Linked DNA regions of Zea mays: region 1 is linked to region 2. The links are chromatin contacts, called in public Hi-C maps. All regions are on one chromosome and are shown on one strand. Each heading gives the region's core, a stretch centred on a gene start, on an enhancer-like site or on the middle of the called end of the contact. The rest is flanking DNA. Distances are from core to core; before and after follow the strand shown.

What was found. Hi-C and Micro-C count contacts between places; a contact is called where the count stands out from the background.
Region 1: a contact with region 2 is called in a Hi-C map of leaf, with 2.4 times the contacts expected there. The contact joins the promoter of LOC100274909 here to the enhancer-like site in region 2. A contact is called at or near these places in 2 of 25 Hi-C or Micro-C datasets (both in leaf).

Annotation. Positions count from the first base shown.
Region 1 is chr2:4,320,084-4,324,860 of Zm-B73-REFERENCE-NAM-5.0, reverse strand. It overlaps LOC100274909 (uncharacteized LOC100274909), which reads right to left and starts at 2,282. Exons shown (of 1, transcript XM_008670537.2): 1 at 1,001-2,282. The coding sequence starts at 1,783. The coding sequence ends at 1,532.
Region 2 is chr2:4,142,351-4,147,243 of Zm-B73-REFERENCE-NAM-5.0, reverse strand. It overlaps LOC100285244 (protein kinase-like), which reads right to left. Exons shown (of 6, transcript NM_001413657.1): 5 at 4,797-4,893; 6 at 3,835-4,467. The coding sequence ends at 4,348. Among protein-coding and RNA genes, the nearest start is that of LOC100285244, 6.1 kb to the right of the region's middle. Within about 2 kb of position 3,218, at least 20 of the 20 cell types and tissues checked have an H3K27ac peak or open chromatin away from gene starts, as enhancers often do. A contact at or near this core is called in leaf, where this site is marked.

The DNA of each region.
Region 1 (4,777 bases), core at 1,033-3,532, 180 kb before region 2:
CGTTGCTGAACAGTTGTACCTCAAATCTCCTCGATCGAGAGATTATTTGAGGAATTGAAAATGCACAGATTAACGACCCCGGCCCATTAAGACACCGAAATTTCGAAGCGGAATTTCACAGGAACCGATTTATTTTACATAAAAATCGTGGATAACCCTGGGAAAATATAGCATTCCAGAGGGGAGGGGTCGAGGGGAGTTGAAAGTCAAAATCATACATGATCGCTGTCTGTCAATAGTTTAAAACTAGCCAGGGAGGTAGATGTTTACAGACTGTTCATTTAGTTTTAATTCATACCGATTTCTACAGCTTTTACAATATTTTTGTCTCTATGTATTGTAGCTGCAGCAGTTTAAACAGCCGGATTTTAGTTGTCATGTAGGCGCGAACGTTGCTTGAAGGAGTAAAATAACTTACTTCTACACAGCAGAATTATCCCCTGGACCATAGCAAATCATTAGAGCCTCACACAACTTGTTTTTTGGTCCGTGGAAGTAAATAGTAAACCGATAGAGATCTCTGAACGCTAGACGCCACAAGAATTCAGGTACCTAGGGAAGCTCGACGCAATTGGTTAGAACTGAACTGAACCATGCGAGCGAGCAATGAAATATAAAGCCATAAAGGAAACCAAAAAAAAAAAGAACAGGGAAATTGTTGGTGAAAACCTGGAAGTGCGTTCATAAGTGGCGTCGTCGGAGATGTCGATCGATGTGTTCACCACTTGACCTGCACCTTTTCGAAAGGTCGATCGGCGGAAGAAGAAGAAGGAAAAAAAAAAGGCGACTTTTCTCTTGGTCTCTCTTATTGGAGAAGACTCCCTTGGCCGCTCCGTGGTACATTCCGGCCTACCTTCTCGGTCGATGCCAGTACTACTCACGATACCGTGTACCTCAATCCACAGTTCTGTCAAGCTCGTTTGCCTTCTTTTTTTGTAGCCAAAATCTTGACTTTTTCCACACTGTTTTCATGTAGCAGTAGAAAAGGACGCCGCCCAAATAAAGGAACAATTTTTTTTAAAAAAAAATGGAACGAATTACAGCGGCCCTGGTCTCCAGGAGATGTGTGGAAACATGATGTAGAATGGATAGTAGTAACATATCTGCAGATACAAGCAAATTCAAACAGGAAACACTATACTCATATACTAGTATCTTTCTCTTCCGATCAATCAACAGAATAGCCTTTGCTGTTCGCTTGGCAAGCCAATACAATCAATACAAGCGGGGGAAAACACAGCCACGAGAACAGGCGAGAAGAGAAGAAGAAAAATTCTTACTAGCGAGGAGAAAGAGAAGAAAGGGAAGCAGGGAGGGAGTAGTAGTAGGAGTAGTGGTAGTAGAAATACTGACACGTAGGCTCCTCTCTTCTCCTTCTCATTCTTCTCCACCTCGCTCGGCACGTACGTCGTCGATCATGCACGCGTCCTCCCGGCAACGGCGGGCGCGGCGCCTGGGCAGTAGAGCAAATGACCGCCGCCGCTCGATCGATAACGCAGGCAGGTAGCTAGGCCCGCGCGGTGGCTGGCGCTCATCGGTTGTGCAGCGGGTTGGGCCCCGTGGGCACGCGGCGCTTGTCCTCGTCGACCATCTCGCCGGCGCGCCACCGACGGCCGAGGCCGATGCTGACGAGGCCGACGACCACGACGTCGAACGCGCCCCGCCGCTGCTCTCCTGGGCCGCCGCCGCCCCCCGAGGCGTCGGGCACCGCGCGCGACTCGGCGACGCACGCGAGGAGCAGTAAGCACGCGAGCACCGCGGCGCGGGACCACCGCCTTCTCATGCCAGGCCCAGCGCGCGTAGCGGCGGTGCGCGCCAGGCGGCCGGCCGGCAAGCTTAACTAACAAGCCGGGGCGCGTGGGTACGGCGGTGACGTGTGGATCGAGCTCTAGTTAGCGGTGGCGGTAGCACTATACTAGCAGAGAGGCGTCGGGAGGAGCGGAGAGAGGAGGAGGTAGGCGGCCGGATTCTTGCGGTGGGAAACAAAACAACAGAGGCTGGAGGAGCGGTAGAGTGGAGTCAAAGCGGGGTAAAAGCTCGGAGCTGCAGCAGGGTGGGTAGCTGGCTGCGGTTCTCGCGATGCTGCTGCAAGCCTGCAAAAAATGGTGGGGGTTTATGTAGGTGGTGGTGGTGCTCGGCCCAATCCATGCCTGCCTCCGTACGTCCACCGTGGAGACGAGAGGAGGGAGATGGAGGCAAGGGCAGCTATCTATTCTAGGGGCCAGTGCGGGGATGCCACCAAACCGCATTCAAGGATCTTCAATTCTCTGCGCCTCCCTGCCAGCCAGCCAGCCCCCGTAGCCGTAGCGGTAGCCAGCCGTGGGCAGGAGAGAGAGAGAGAGAGTAGGAAACGCCCACACCCAGACCAGACCCAGGCCAGGCCACTTTGCACAGAGCGAAAAGGCACGGAGAGGTGGAAAGTTTGGTGAGGATCAGGGGGGGCCCAACGCAAACGCACAGACCATCTTCCTCTCTCCCAAAGTCACCCTCTGTCTCTCTCTCTCTTCGCCCACAAGGACGGACCCGGACCCGGACGAGGAGGATCATTTGGTTTGAAAAGGCGGCCACGTTTTAATTTTTCCTTTAGCTTCACACCATGGTGAAACTGGAGTGCAACCACCACGATGTCAGCACAGCAAGTTACCCCAAGCCTCAAGTTTCTTTCTCCAGCTAGCCATGCCTTTCTAATTTCTCAAGGTTCAGGATGATCGAAACGTGGAAGAACGAGAACGCCATGCATGCTTATTACAGGTTTTACCACAGCAGGTGCAGGTGCGTGCATGGGTATGGCCACGCGTACGTACGGTCGTTCGTTGCATGCGCGTACTACGGCTTGTATTGTGATCAACTGATCATGGCTCATGAATGGAGGAGATAAGAGGGGGCAAGAGATCGAGAGAGCGCCAGAGGGGGGGCAGTGTCGACGTCGATGAATGAAACAGAGGTTTGCTCATAAATGGAGACAAGTTTGTTTGTAGCAGGGTCGGGTTGACGACAAGAGAGAGACGCGGCAGGTACATACACGACATGCAGATGCAGTACGGTAGACAGCGTGTGCAAGTAGGACTATATGTATACATACTATACGTGGATCGCACGTCTGGTTTAGGTGGAGCTGAGCTTGCATCTTTGTCATAGTGTTGGACATTTGTTGCAGTAGTTGTATTTGGACAGCTATAACAGCATCAGTCCCAGCAGGTGAGGGATTCAGAGGAGTATTCATCTCCGGTCCTAGTGGTTGGTTAGAAGCTGAATGAATTTAGGCAGAATTTTGGTTTGTTTGTTTTGTGTATAGGCTGAGATAATTATTCTTACAAGATAAACCCACAAGGATAAGATATAATCTTTTTAAGGTAAGATGGGTCCATATGATAGATCTATTTGTTTTTTTCATATACAGGGATAATCTATCTTTCTAAATATTTTTTTCCTATGTATGTAGATGCAATTGTGGATATTACTCCACAAACCATCAAACTCAATCAAAGAACTAAATAAAACAGTTATCATAAGAACATACTTTGTTTTTGTTCCTAAGATTAGGTCTCCTATTCCTACATGTCACTTTAGGTACAGAATTTCAAAGTGTGAAATCATATTTTGCCTTTACAAAAGAAGAGATAAGAATAGTGAGAGTAAAGCATCAATAGATGAGAAAAAGATTAAGGGAAGTATAGAAAGAATCAAAGTAGAAAAGATAAGTAGGTAAAGGTTTGTCCAGTTCTATCTAGGTTACATCATATGGTCAACATTACTCTAATATCATTTCTGTCACGCCCGGGCCAAACCCGAGTGCATCTCAAATGTGTGCTAGGATCAAGTCTCACACATATGATGACTCATGGTACAAAAATGAATGTCACGTCTTTACTATATAATAGGAGTTATATACAATATAACTAAATAATTACATCATACGAAGACAACGATCCTCCACAACCATAGTTGACTAGTAGGAGACGACGACCTATACCACTCAAGAACTCATCGCGACATCTTTCATGCTCCTCATCTTGTGGTACTTGTCCTTGACCTGGGGTGTGAATACAACAAGGGTGAGCTGTGGGGGATAGACATCCCCCGGGTCCACTAAAAGAGTAAAAGACCTCACGAAAAGGCCCAAGGGCCCAATAAATCGTAAGGTCATTCTTTCGTGGGCCTGGGGAGATACAACCAGCAAAGCAGAGCGACATGAGGCCGGATTGGAGCAAACCCGGACGGCCCACAACGTCGAGCGAGAGATCGCAACAGAGATCCGACTTTCCCGCGCTGGAGCCCCCATGCAACGGAGCCGTGCGGGGATAAGTCGGCAGGGTTACGTGGAGATAAACTCAAGCAGTTCACTATCTTTTAGCTACTCGTTGTTATCATATCCACATGTATTGCCCCACGGTCGAGTATATAAGGCCTAGGGGCACCCCTTCAGAACGATCGACCCTATTACCTAGCCACCCACGTCAACTCTCTGTATTCTCAATCCAGGGAGCCCTCTTGTAACCACATTCACCAAGCATACTCACCAGGACGTAGGGTATTACGCATTTCTAAGCGGCCCGAACCTGTAAACCTTGTCCACCGTTCCTCATGCAATCGGCACGAACCATTTTGCTACAATCGCCGACACCGTCCTACTCCTAAAAACACCTTGAGGGGCAACCCCGGGTGTGCGGTCGGACCCAAAACACCGACAGCTGGCGCGCCAGGTAGGGGCTGTGTCGACGATCCAAGCTAGCTCAATGGCCGTCACCTTCTACAGCAAGATCACCCTGCGTCCTGG
Region 2 (4,893 bases), core at 1,969-4,468:
CAAAAGCACAAAGTCTATCTAGTTCAGTTGGTAGAACAAGTATTTATCTCTACTTGCACAGAATACTTAGAAACTGCACAAAGCCCATTTAATAATTTTAAAAAATGAGTAGTGATAAAGATAAAAAAAATCTGGGTGAGAAATAAATTTAGACGGACACACGAGCGATATAAACAAAAAAATAAATCTAAATGCAAACTGTGGGGCTTGAACCCACGACCACAGGGTTCACAGCCTTGTGCTCTACCAATTGAGCTAGATGGACTTTATGCTTATGTATCCAACAAATATATTAATAACACAACCAAGCTCGGCGCCAAGATCTGTGGCGCCGAGCTCGCTGCCACGTCGACGCCACGCGTCCGAGTTGTGCCAATGCAGCACGTACCTCGGCGCCATAGCCTATGGCGCCGAGCTGTGTTACCTCGGCGCCATAGGCTATGGCGCCGAGCAAAGGGTCCAAAAATGACATTAAAATTTTTTAAGGTCTGAACGTGATTTTTGTTCCAAAAAATGGCTAAAATACAAAAAATTCGGCTGCCACGCATATCATGTACGTAGCATGCCTTACAAGCCATCTCACCACTTTCCTGAAAGGATCGTGACCAGATGTACATTATAGGTTACACATGTACCTCTATTTTTTTATCAAACTAGTAATAATTCTCTTATTTTTTATTTATCTCGTTTTAATTAAAAAATAAATAGCGGACGACAAAAATAAATACTCTTCTTTTTATTTAGTTGAAAAATAAGACGTAGAGGGAGGACGATGACAGACCAAAATCTGGAGGAGTTTTCTACTTCTGGGTTTAAAATGTAGATATAGATAGAATTATATTTTTTAAGTTTTTTTTTGACAAGTTTAGCCCCCAATGGCCGTGGTGGTTTGCCGGCTCGATCATTAGCTGCTAGCCTGCTTGCTAGCTGGGTGGCATATATATTCAACCGCCAATGCAATGGAATCAGGAAATGAGTGGGGGACCAACCGGCAACTGTTTCTTGCGCCCCGTCCTCGTTTGGCAGCAGGCAGGGCAGAGACATTTGAAGAGAGACGACGAGGTCATGGAGCTGTATCCAGCGAAGACCCCAACGAAGCCGGCTGGCCGTCGTCTTGCACGACTCAGCTCATGACTTTTTTTTCTTCATTTGATGAACTGATTAAGAATTCCGTTAGGAATCGTTCCGGCCAACGATTCCATGAAAACCGAAAGTTTGATGAACTGATTGAATTGGACGTACGTACGACAGGCCAGGAAGAAGAGATGTACGTACGTAGCGGCTATCGATCTATATGTGTCGACTGTTGCATCCACTAGCTAGCTTGCGTGGCCAGTGTGCAGTAGACGCCAGCAGCTAGGGTCCTCTAATTAGGTCATTAGTGCTTGTCATTATGCTTGCCAATATAATGCGTTGGCATGAACATAATGGCACGAATTGATCGGTCGATCTGGCCGTGATGAGCTCTTGTGCTACTATATTATACTTATACACATGCTGCATGGTGCACACGTACGCCACCTGTGACTGCTGTGCATGGCACGCATATTGTTGTGACGTAGCGCTGCTACCGTACCGCGCGCCGCGACCGCGAATGCAAAACCATGGTTGTAATTAATAATAGTAGCTTAGCGGTAGTGGAGCTGCTGATGGTGCGAGTATAATTACAATAACTAGCTAGCATTTTAGTATGAAAACGGCAAGCAATCTATCTCAAGAATGCACCCGTGTGTATGTGGTCTAATGATCATCTGAATGATCGAGCACTACATAAAAAAAAAGCAATCGATAACGACCAAACTAGTAGCTAAGCTAGTAGCTAGGCTGGGCCAGCCCAATGCAAGGCGTGAGACAGTAGAGAACAGCTGTAGCAACGTACGTTGTTTTGTAGTTTTGGCTAATTATATGCACTACTTCCTTTATTGTGTGTAACTGTTTTTTATTCTAGTTCCATAATATAACTATATAAGTCGCGTTCTATTTAAACATACGTATACATCGATACAGAACTATAGATAGAGAGGATGAAATACATATTTTTGTTCTTGAACCAGAGACGTACGGTTAAGTCTTATCTACTGCACTGGGATGAAGTATATATTATATTGGAGAAACTCCAACGGTCTTTTTATTGGATCTTCTTTCAATATATATAGACGTAGTCTATTACTCTAAATTTTTCGTTAATCAAAGATAGAAAATAAAGATAAGTTTTTAGAGTACGTATAAGATCTAGAAAATTTGTTAGAGATATAGTAAAGATATACAGAATAATTCTTACTCACATAACTCTATAGATAATGTTTTAGAGAGTAAAAAAATTAAGTAAAACTTTTTACCGATAAAATGTTTGTCGAATATTTTTTGTCGAGTGTAAAATGGTTTTTGCCGAGTGTCTTAGACACTCGGCAAAGAACGTGAGTACAGTAGTGTGTGTGTTCTCAGTCACTGTGTGCAGATCCAATGGACCGGTATTGACGGCGCAAGCAGTCTCATAGTTCTACAGAACTGTGCGACTCTGAAGTTGTCAGGAAAGGGTACATTCTGTCTTCCTCAGACCTCAGGGCAAGTTCGACTGTTCAAGTCCAGCTAGCGATGGCAATCCAGTGGAGCTGGAGCAAAGATAGCAAGCAAGCAAGAGCAATCTTGTGGCGGAGACCCGACTGCGAGCGCACGGCACTGGCAAGAGGTAGTGCATGCGCGCGATCGTTTTCCGGACGGCGACGCGGCACAGGCACAGCATGCAGCAGGGCGGTCCGCGGCATGCATTGCATGTGGCTGATGACACACCACACCTCCCGCGCGACACGGCACCAACCAACCACCACTGCCTGTGCTGCTCAACCCATCCATGCATACGCGGCCACTGCCCAGCTAGCTGTAGGATACCCAGCCCGGTCCAACAGACTTGCCTTGCCTTGCCTAGAGAGAGATCGACAGAGAGAGAGAGAGATATGGCTCCGCCGGCAGGTGCAACGCCAACGCCCAGACGTACGACGGCCGGCGCTGGCCCACGTCGCGCGTATTCCGCTGGAGCTAGATGTGCGGCGGGCGACGTACGCGAGCGTGACTGCCCTGCCGACCTAGCAGGAGCACGTGGTGGGCGGCGCGGCGGGCAGCACGCAGGCGATTAACCTACCGACGGATAGCGATGGAGGGCGGGCGCGTACGTGCGCGCGCAGATAGGAGGGAAGAACGGCCCCAGCAGCTAGCTACTCTCTCTCTCTCTCTCCCGCGCCCGTGCACACACACACACCCTCTCCCTGGCCTGGCTGGATACTCCTCGCTCGCCTGCATGCAAATCCCATGCCATGATGACGGAACGCCTGGTCAGGCGCGCCCAGCGAGGGGAACAGCCCAGGAGAGCTACATGGAACTCGTGGCATGTTCCGGCTCCTAGTAGGCATGGTGTGGCCGTGGCCTGCCGCCTCGCCATGACGGATAGGGTTGACATATATATGCGTGCACTGCATGGCCAGCTCGCCGAGGACGGACAGCTTGGTCAAGCCAGCCAGGGAGCGATGAGTGGTTGGTTTCCCGTGTTCGTGTGTCAGGCACGCACGCACCAGCATGGTTGCTTGCTTGACGCAGAAGCGGCGGCGGTGCACAACCGCAGCAGGTGGTGTGTCACGTACGGTTCCATTCCGTCCAGCCCCGACCTGATTGATATCTACTAGTCTACACTTGAATAGGCAGAAGCGTCGCTGTGAAGGGAAGAGCATTGACGAGAGCACGCTTCATGTTCCAAGTTAATTTATGACCTATAAAACGCTACAAACATATAAGGGTAACCACAATGTTGTTCAATATACCTCCCTACCAGCAAAATCATTCAAATTTCAGACATTCAGCATTGCTAATACATGTAAAACAAGAAAAAACTGGGAGCCTTTTCCTGGGAATAATTGTCAGTTGACAAGTGGATTCCTTCGAGATTAACAGTATCTCTGTCTGTACATAAGCAACTCTCCAGTCCACGGATACAATCTCTCCAGTTACAAAAAAGATCATCAGAACAGAACGCCTTTTGCTACATCATCTAAGAGCTATTGTCAAAAGTGTTGGTAGGAGGGGGGGGAAAAGGACCTAATTCTTTGGCCCTTCATCAAGAACATATAAGAAGACAGCCCAGAGCTGAGCAGCATAGTACTCTGGTAGCTTCTGAAAATTTTTACTGCAGTTATTACTTTATCATCAAGGCTGCTTTAGCAGCACAACGCCAGGACAGGTACAGAGAAACGAAACGTGAAATAACGTAGAAAAGAAGCCAGACGTGATGGTGAGAGAAGAGGATCCTCCAGTCGAACACAAACCAGATCAAAACTTTAGAAAGGATTGCGGACGACCCTAAGGCGCCATGAGCCCTTGGATAGTGTATTGAAGAGACTTCGCCCAATCTTCCTTAAAAAGTAAAGTTTGCAGAGTCTTCATAACATTATAATCTGGATCCAACTTACGTTGCCAGCCCTGTAATAAAATTGAAAAGAATTGAAGAACCACAAATGGAAAAAAAAGGAATGCCTACGAAAGGTATTATTGCAATTAAAGAGACAAATTTGTAATACACAAATAGCCAATTACATAAAGCAGTTTATATAGCCACTGTGGAATCCCATCTGCTTACAAATGAACGCATTATCTTAGATGGAAATTAGACAAACAAAAGAACTACAGGAGGAGCAACATGTGTGAGTCAAAATTTTAAAAACAATGTAGAGCCTATAACACTATCCAATCAAAAAGAGTAATATGAGAGTAAACTTTGGTGAAGTAAAAACAAGTGATGTAAGTTATACCTCAAGAACTAATGTAGTCACCATGACAGTACAAACATTGCCATCGATATTCACTTTATGACATCGAACTTGCTCAAGCAGTTGGTGCATACACTCA